Regions from separate parts of the Sus scrofa genome. Here region 2 is linked to region 1. A link is a contact called in public HiChIP or PLAC-seq data. All regions are on one chromosome and are shown on one strand. Each heading gives the region's core, a stretch centred on a gene start, on an enhancer-like site or on the middle of the called end of the contact. The rest is flanking DNA. Distances are from core to core; before and after follow the strand shown.

Region 1 (4,534 bases), core at 1,270-3,769:
AATAGCACAATAAAAAATTATGGTGGTAGGACTCTCACGGCATGTTCAAGAAATAATGAGCGGTCGAGCATGGAGCACATTCTAGGTATGAGTAGAGGACTGTTGGAAAATAAGCTACAAAGGGAGGCAAGGGCCTAAGTTTGGACACCAAATGTGTTTGGATGTAATTCAGAGGGTACTATGGAGTCACTGAAAAGTTTAGGAAGAGACAGAACTAAATCTCTGCTTTGGAATACATTAGATTAGAGCAGTGACTTTCAAATTATTATGACAAATGTATTTACATACTGGCTTAGGGCATACACATACACATTTAATTAAACTTCTCCAAACAACTATTATACTACTTGGAAAGCAGCCTGATTTTTTCTTAACTCTATTCTATGCCATGCCATTCCATTCTACTCTTAAAATGCTGATCATAATAGTACAAATGATTTCATAACCCACTAATGGGCATGAAACACATTGTCAGTGAAGGAGCAGAGAGATTGGGAGGGGAAAGATTCAACAGCCAGGCAAAAGATCAAGAAAACTTAATACTAGGGCAGGAATGGGGCAGAGGAAAGAGCTAACACAGACATTTCAGATACAGAGTCTGTAAGGAAAAAGGAACGGTCAGAAAAAAATACATGACTTTGGGAGTTCCGGTCGTGGCACAGCGGTTAACGAATCTGACTAGGAACCATGAGGTTGCGGGTTTGATCCCTGCCCTTGCTCAGTGGGTTAACGATCTGGCGTTGCCGTGAGCTGTGGTGTAGGTTGCAGATGTAGCTCGGATCCCGCATTGCTGTGGCTCTGGCGTAGGCTGGCAGCTACAGCTCTGATTAGACCCCTAGCCTGGGAACCTCCATATGCTGCGGGAGCGGCCTAAGAAATAGCAAAAAGACAAAAAAAAAAAAAAATTCAAGACTTTGGTCAGTTTTCATTATTATCATTATTTTTTGTGTCCCCAGTGTAAATTGATGCCGAGGTAACATCATTGGAGAAGGCTGGTTTTTGTTTTTATTTCTCTACTAATTTTTGGCAGGGAGGAGATACTATTTCTGGCTCTGGGCCAGCAGAGTTGAAGCTGCTTAGCATGGTAGAAATGTCCAGTAAATTGCAGGGAAGATAGGCTGTGGCATGGATGAGGGTCAGGGGTGGTGGTGTGGATTTATGAGTCCTGCCCATGCAGGGCCTGGTGGATGAGGTCACCGGAAGAGAGAGAACATGGTTTCTGAGACTAATAGCCTCTCCCTATATATTGATATCTATCTGAGTAATAATATTCATTTCTACTGTAATAAAGACCCACTCAGCAGATGGTATCATGTCATAAATAAGTCAAAGAAAACCCAAGATGTGATCCTTGCCCTTTGAGAGGCTATAATTTATTTAGGCCCCCTGGCTTGAGCTGACTGGTGTTTTCATATTTATTGAGCACCAACTATCAGCTACATACTATTCTAAGTGCTCAGAATAAAGCAGTGAATGAAATAAATATTCCTGCCAGCATGGAGCTTATTCTCTAGTAGAAGGATCCAGACAATAAACAAATCTAGCAAATAAACTGATGAAATACATATTATGTCATATGGTAGTAAATGCTACAGAAAAAAATAAAGCAGGGAAGGGAGAGGGGTGCCAGATGGAGAAAGTGCATCTTTAAATCAGGGGAGTCTTCTTGAAAAACTGGTGATTAAGCCCCCTGGGAATCCTGGTTCTTGGGACGACTGATACGATAAAAGCATAATGAGACTAGTCCTGATGGTCTCGAGGCAGAGCCTGATGGAAACCTGTGAGGGGTGAGGGTGGGAGGCAGAGGGTTGGAATCTTCTAGGAATTCTGCCCTGGGCTCCTCTTTTCACTGCTGCTTTGAACACATGGAGGCGGGGGGGAGGGCTTCCCCTACCTTGATTCCTGCCTTTTTGTCACACGACACTCCCCTTCTTTAATCTCTTCTTTTCCAAAGCTCCTTCCCTTCTTATTTTTCATTGGGAAGTCACAAAACTCAGAACCTAGGGACCGCAGGACCTAACTCATACAACAAGCGAGTGACACGGATCTCATGTTCAAGATGTGTCTATTTGCAGCCAACTACGGGCCACTGGTTCTATGGGATGTTAAGAGTTATTACATGAAAATAGGATTTTGTGGTCAAACTCATTTGAAAAATTCTGAGCTAAACAAGCTAAATAGGATTCTTGACTGTAGTACTTCACAAAATCTGAAGTGTGCTCTTGAGCACTGCCAATCTCCAAGAGGAAACAGAGCGTGCATGATTTTCCAAACGTACTTGGCCATAAAAACCCCTTGTTGTGGAAAATCTCTCAGGGGATTGCTGTTCCAAGGTACACACATTGGGAAAGAGTCAACAGGCTGTATTGTATGATGATGGGCTTCCGAATCTCACTTTCCTCATCCATAAAATTAGAATGTTGGACTGTTGCCCAAAGAATGTCAACAGTACTGCAGGGCTCTGTCCTTGGCCTTGAGTTTGTTCAGAATTTTATCTGAGAGCTGCATGAACAGAAAAAAAAGGAAAATTATCACATCTGGAGATGACATAGGGTTGGGAAGGGTGACTAATAGGTCAGATGACAGAATCAAGACTTAAACTTATCTTGACATGTTAGAATGATAGGCCAAACTGATTTGCAGAAAATTTAATAAGGATAAATATATGGTTCTGCTTTTAGTTTCAGAAAATTGATTTTTAAAGTATAGGATGTGGGAGAGCAGGTTTGACAGCAGCTGAAGTGAAAAAAAAATGTAAAAGATCTTAAGATTTTGATTGACCGCAAGCCCAAGAGTTGTCAGGGGCTGTGGCAGCTCTAAAACTAACCCAGTGAGGTTTTATTAACAGAAATGATTCAATTCTGAGGGCACTGTGGGCCCCCTTGGCACTGGTTCCTTGGGTCTGTTGCCACCTGGAGTATTTATCTCTAACATTTTTGAGTGCTTGTTCAGTGCTTGTCACTCTATTACTATGCATGCTGTGTGTGTTATCTATTTCGTTCCCACAATAGAAAGATCAGCAGGTGCTATTATTATAATCATTTCCATTCTACAGATGAGGACACTGAGGTTCAGGGATCATACCAAGCTGTGGAGCCAGGATTTGAAAACAGGTGAACAATGTCCAGAACCTGGATTAGGCTGACTTGTCCCAGGAGGGCAAGACACTGGGGAATCAGAAGGTTTGGAGGAATGACTGATGCTGTTTAAAGGGATGAAAGGGCTAAAAATGAGCACTGTCTTCTAACTTACAGATGCTCTTCTGTTGAAGAGGTTGCAACTTTTGCTATGATACTTTATTGGGAGCACTTAGGAATGGCCAGTGGAAATCACAGAAAGATTTTAATTCAGAGTAAGGAAAGACTTGCTAAGGGCTAGACTAATCCAGAATGGATTGAGAAACCTCATTAAATTTCTTTGGAAGTTCCCATTGTGGAGCATTGGAAATGAATCCAACTAGTAACTGTGAGGATGTGGGTTTGATCCCTAGTGGGTTTAAGGATCCAGCACTGACATGAGCTGTGGTGTAGGTGGCAGATGTGGCTCACATCCCACATTGCTGTGGCTGTGGTCCAGGCTGGCAGCTGCAGCTCTGATTAGACCCTAACCTGGGAATTCTACATGCCGCAGGTGTGGCCCTAAAAAGTTAAAAAAAAAAAAATTCTCTTTCTGTCTCTTTCTCTCTCCTTCTTTATATCTCTCTGTGTCTTTATCTCTGTCTCTGTCTCCCTCTGTCTCTCTTTTTCTCTCTGTCTCTGACTCTGTCTTACTCTCTCTCTCTGTTTTAGTGTATTTAAGTGGAACCTACATGCTCATGGATTCCAGTTGTTGGTAAAATTTTGACCTTCATTTACTGGGCTTATAAGTAATGAATTAAAAAACTCAGTTGATCTGTTTATAATGTTTGAAACACGTTGAGATGCACAAAATAATGTGACGGAGCCCCTGCTTTCAAAGAGCTTCTAATCCAATCAGGGAGAGAAACACAGAAACAGATTACAGGTGATCCTGAGCCTGCAGTGGTTTAGCCTGTGAGCTCTGCTCTCATGATTGTTTTGGCCCTCAATATCACCCCCTCAGAAACAACCAGAGCTTTGTTCGGGGTTGTCCAGTGTCTGCAAAAGATAGAGCCTTTCCACAGTTAATGGTGGTCAAGGTCTAAGGTGATTCAGGGCACTCTGATGGAAAAAAGAAAGCAAGAGACCATGAGGAAGAAGAGTTGGGGAGCTGAGGAAGTGTTGGGGAGGAATAGGAGGAATTGGAAGCAGAATCAGTAACAAAGGAATAGTATCAGTGGGGCCATACCAAAAAGTAGTCCCTGACACATTCAGGTGCCTTCAGAGGCATTAGTACCCATTGAAATTTAGGGGTTTTGGAGACTGATGACCCTAGTTGTGAATACCAGGCAGGTCATGGTAGCAGAGAGCACATGTGCTCACTCCAGGGAGAGGGACCAGGAAGAAAGAGCCTGGCCAGTCCAAGCTCATGAGAGTCTCATTTTAAGAAGCTTCATTCATTCCAACCCTTGATGAAA
Region 2 (4,602 bases), core at 1,568-4,067, 260 kb before region 1:
CAGGAGACAAAGGAACAAAGAACAGAGGTGAAGGGTGAAGGGGATGGGGAGGGTGAGAGGGGCGCATGGGACCAGGTGTCCAGAGGGAAAGGAAAGGGCCGTGCAGGGAAGCCATGGTGGAGGAGAGAGGATGGACCAGCGGGGGAACAAGAAGACCAGGAAGCCAGAGTGGTGCTTTCAAGTCGGTGCTAATGCCGGGAAACTTAAAAGGCAGGGGAAGGAGGCTCTGCCAGGCAAACAGGAAAACAGAGGGAGAGGAAGTCTAGTAATTAGAGAAAACCTGACCAAAAGGAGAGGAAAACCTCTGTGATGGAGAGGTGGCAGAAAAGCAAGGCAGGAGATTGAGATCATGGCTAGCAAGCTTTGAAGCAGGAGGGTTGAAGCAAGGGAGGCAGAGAGCAGAGCTGGGAAGGAAAAAAAGAAAAAAGAAAAAAGGAGAAGGAACGAGCAAAACACAATGCACTAGACAGCAAGGGAACAGGGAGAGAACCATTGAAAGAATGCTTACCTTAGAGCCGTAAAAACCGGAACGTGTGTATTTTGGCCTGTGGCCATTGTCCAGGAAACACAGTGTGGCTTTTAAGCAAATTGTGGAGAGGTTGTGTCCACACGTTAGTAGCTTGCCCTGGTCTGCTGGTTGGAAATGCAGCTGCTCTGAGCTGCCCACTTGTTGGCTGGCAGCCTGCTATTGGGAACATCAGAAGGAACCCACTGTCCACACCTAAGCTCATCCCCACTCGATTTATGGTGCTCTAAGTTCAGAGGCAGCAGCTTCTCTTCTAGGGCAATCACTTCCCTTAGCAGCCCAAAGAGTTGAGATGTTGATCCTGTGGGGTGACCTGCTTGCTGTCTCTTGGAAGATGTTTTTTGGTGGCACTGGTGCAGAAGTTGTAGAAGGACAGAGCGGGAGACATGTTAAAGGTAATATAGGATGGAAGTTAACAGAAGGGACCCTTGGGTCCTAGAGCCACGCTTTGGTTCCTAGTCTCCCACTTTACTGTGTAAAACAGCATATGTTTCTTAGCCTCTCTGAGCCCCAGTTACTCATCTATAAAATTGGGCTTATAATCATACCTATCTCCTAGGGTTCTGATATGGCTTAAATGAGATGATCCGTGGGACTAGTTGAATGTCTAGATCATTTTGATGCTCACTAAATGTTAGCTGTTCTTTTTGTTAACATTAAAGACCTGATAACTCTCTCTGTGTGTGTATGTGTTTTGTGTGTGTGTGTGTGTGTTTGTGTGTGTGTGTGTTTGGGGGATTACTTCTGAATGCAGAGTAAGGAGCTTAGATTTGAAGGTATTTTAGCAAGGGAATGTTCTGTGAAAATCATTGTTTGTGAAAATGGATACAGCAGTGACATGTGGGCAGCTTTGCGGAGTAAGAGAGACCATTCTGGTGACCACAGCATGCATGCGATGGTAGATGCCTGGACTAGGGATGGTGGGGTGCTGAAAAAAATGTAACAGGTATTTTGAGAGGCAGCCCAAGCCCCCAGACTTTGATGATTGGATGGACAGGTGGTAGGAGAGGGACATTTTCAGCCTGCTTCCAAGGTTTGGAGTCTAGAACAGGGGTCAGAAGGAGTGCTCAAGTGAAGAATGATTTTTTTTTTTTGCATTTTTAAAGGATTGTTAAAAAAATATTACAGAGAAAATATATGGTCTGCAAAGCTTAAAATATTTAATATTTAGACATTTATGGAAAGAGTTACTATATTCAGCCTAGAGTTTCAGAAGAAGATGCTGCCCCAGAAATCAGGTGGCCTGGAAGGATTTTGGACAAAATACAATGACCCCCCAGAAAATTAGAGCACTGGGACTAAAGCTGGCGTGATGGTCCTCTGAATAATATACAAATGTGTACACATATTCATTCCACAAATGTTTTTTGAATGTGGCTCAGCAGACAGACAGACCTGGTTAAATCCTGGCTGCATCTTCCTACAAGTGATCTCACCAAGTTATCAACCTCTGTGTGTCTCACTTTTTCCACTTGTAAAATGTAGATGATAATTATACTTACCTCCTGGATTTTTTTTTTTTTTTTGGAGGAATAACTGTGATAAGACATGTCAAGCATTTAGGTAGTGTCTGGTATATATGACATAATAAATATTAGGTTTTTATTTTTATTGCGAAGCTAAAAGCCTGGAAAATGGACATGAACATGGCAGATGTGAAAGAATAGCAAGAAAGCAAATATCTCTTGACATTATTATCATCAATATCATCACTCTTTTGCTGTGTTTAGAACTTGGGGCCCCAGTGTTCTCATTTGTAAAACATGTGGTTTGCTAAGATGCCTTCCGACTCCGTCCTTTCCATCTTTTGTCACTTTCTTCCTCCTTCCCATTTCCCTCTCTCCCCTCTATGCGGTTACAAACACGCCTAATTCCCTTTGACACTTCTGACAGCCAGGTCATCTCTTCCCCATCCTCTTTAAAAACCCCGGTCATGTAAGAGCTGATTCTATTTTCCCCTCATTCCGGGCGATCTCTCTTCCTTTTGCAGCCCCTCCCCCTCCAGGCGTTTCCAACAAAAGAGTCAGGTCATTTTTCATGCGGTATCAGCCAAATGTCAGCCTCCGAAGCATTTGTCCTTGTTTCTCTGAGTGTCGGAAGTTCTCCGTCTTCCCACTAGGACTTTCTGAGAGCATGGAGTGGATCCCAGAATTTCTAATCCTCCCTGCTGCAACCAAGCCTCTTCCCACACTCAGAGAAAAAGGATTGGGAGGGCGGGGGGAAGCGGGCCGGGCGGAGGAGCAAGGCATGCAGGCCGGCTGGCTGCCGCGCAGGGTCTGTGCTGGCTGGCACGCTGCGCCCTCGCCGGTTGCTTACCGCTGCCTTGAGAGTCCAGTCTCGGGAGAGAGATTAGGGTCATCAAGATAAGGCAGAGAATATTCAAACTGGAAGCAAAAAGGGGCTGTTTTTCCAATAGTAAGTAATCAGGGAACGGCAGGATGTAATTTGTAGATTAGGAAAGTGAACAAAGAACATAAAATTAACTTTATAGCGAAGAGGAGCGCAGTCTGTTTGAAGAAATAAACCTCCATAAAGTATTATTGTTGATAAAATCAGACTGTTGATTTAAACTCAGTAGGAAAGATGACCAAATCAGGGCGAGGAAGGGGGCTCAGTGGAAGCTGAGGCTGAAACTTCAGGAGGGGATGGGCTGAGAGACCAGATGTGGCACTGGTGTGTGCGCGCGCGTGCCTGTGCGTGTGCATGTGTGTTGAGCGAGAGATGTCTCGTCAAAGCAAGGTTGCCTGTGCCGAAGACATAGATAAGAGAGAAGATCCTTTCCAAGATGCCTAAACCGCCTTCATTTAGGGGTTGTGTTTATTTTAAACTCTGAGAACAGATACTAGGCTTTATCTTAGCCCATAGGCTGAAAAGTGATTGTCTTTATTTTAAAGTAGCATTGACTTCCAAGCAGGGATGACAGTATACATGCTATGTTCCTGCACACACCCAACTCCACTGCCCCCTATTTTTAATTCTCAAATACTGACAAAAGCTCACCAGAAACACCAGTTACTCTCTCCATGAACACCGGTACTGACCTGGGTACCAAAGCCAAAGAGTCCCAAGGTCATGCCTTTGATTCTAAGGAGATAATGGAGCAGGGCTTGTCCTGTTTATCACAGGCAGTTTGGCCAGATTAGAATAACATCCCTGCAGCGGCAGTGAGAAATCCAGCTCTGTGCTGTTAGTTGCCCTGTATTTCCCCATGTCAATCCTTCTTGGCTCCACATTGGTGAGTAGGGGACACTGATGTGGTTTTTGTTATCTTTAACCTGCTGAGATAGGACTCTTCCCAAGGACCGCGGTTCAGAGAAGCACCCCTGTGGAGCAATGTGTTCAAAAGGCTCTATTTCCCCCTCTAGGTCCTTTCTCCTCCCTTCTCTGTCCTTCTCTGACCCCTAGAAACCACATCCCAGGAATTCCTTATTTTCTGATTTTCTTTAAGTTTCAGTGAATGGGAGGCATCAGGAGGCTGGAGGGGAGAGAGAGAGGGCAGGGTTTAATTCCCTGGATACTCTCCCTGCCAGGCTGCAGGCTGGCATTGGCTTTCTCTACTGAAGTTCAGAGTACTCCTACAGGTATAGGTTGAGCCTCAGTTACAGGTTTCTCTGGGTTTGGGGCCCTGGCCTCGTCCCTTCAGGTATAGGGTAGGCCTGCCCTCCCTGTAGTTGCTATGTCTGGACAGCCTGACCAGCCTTTTTTGCCTTCATTAAAATGTGTCCTCACATATAACAATCCCTTCATGATGCCCTACCCTAATGCCTCTACTTGAGTGTGCATTTCTTGTAGGACCCTAGTGGATACAGTGATGCAGAGCTTCTTACCTGGAAACCAGAAGGCCTGGGTCATTACAAGTCATTGGGCAAGTTGCTTCTACTTACTGGTCAGGTTCTTCCTCTGTGAAATGGACATGATGGTAAGGTCATCCCTGAGCTAAAACATGTTAAGATTCTGTTTCTGCTGGTGGTGTAGTGGGCAGGGCTTTGGAGGAAAAAGAAATATGGGTTTGAATCCTGGTTTTGACACTTTCTAGGTGTGTGGCCTTGGCTAAGTCTTAATCTCCTTGAATCTTG

The links. HiChIP or PLAC-seq counts read pairs in DNA pulled down with a chosen protein or histone mark.
Region 2: a contact with region 1 is called in an H3K27ac HiChIP or PLAC-seq map of skeletal muscle, with 12 times the contacts expected there. The contact joins two enhancer-like sites. A contact is called at or near these places in 5 of 47 Hi-C or Micro-C datasets (embryonic fibroblasts, heart right ventricle, mesenteric adipose tissue and 2 more) and 1 of 2 datasets of contacts at active chromatin or transcription factors (skeletal muscle).

Annotation. Positions count from the first base shown.
Region 1 is chr16:64,975,911-64,980,444 of Sscrofa11.1, reverse strand. The region is part of intron 4 of LOC106506547 (a long non-coding RNA gene); the gene reads left to right. Among named protein-coding and RNA genes, the nearest start is that of CLINT1, 520 kb to the left of the region's middle. Within about 2 kb of position 2,519, at least 10 of the 83 cell types and tissues checked have an H3K27ac peak or open chromatin away from gene starts, as enhancers often do. A contact at or near this core is called in skeletal muscle, where this site is marked.
Region 2 is chr16:65,231,701-65,236,302 of Sscrofa11.1, reverse strand. No RefSeq gene overlaps it. Among named protein-coding and RNA genes, the nearest start is that of CLINT1, 260 kb to the left of the region's middle. Within about 2 kb of position 2,817, at least 24 of the 83 cell types and tissues checked have an H3K27ac peak or open chromatin away from gene starts, as enhancers often do. A contact at or near this core is called in skeletal muscle, where this site is marked.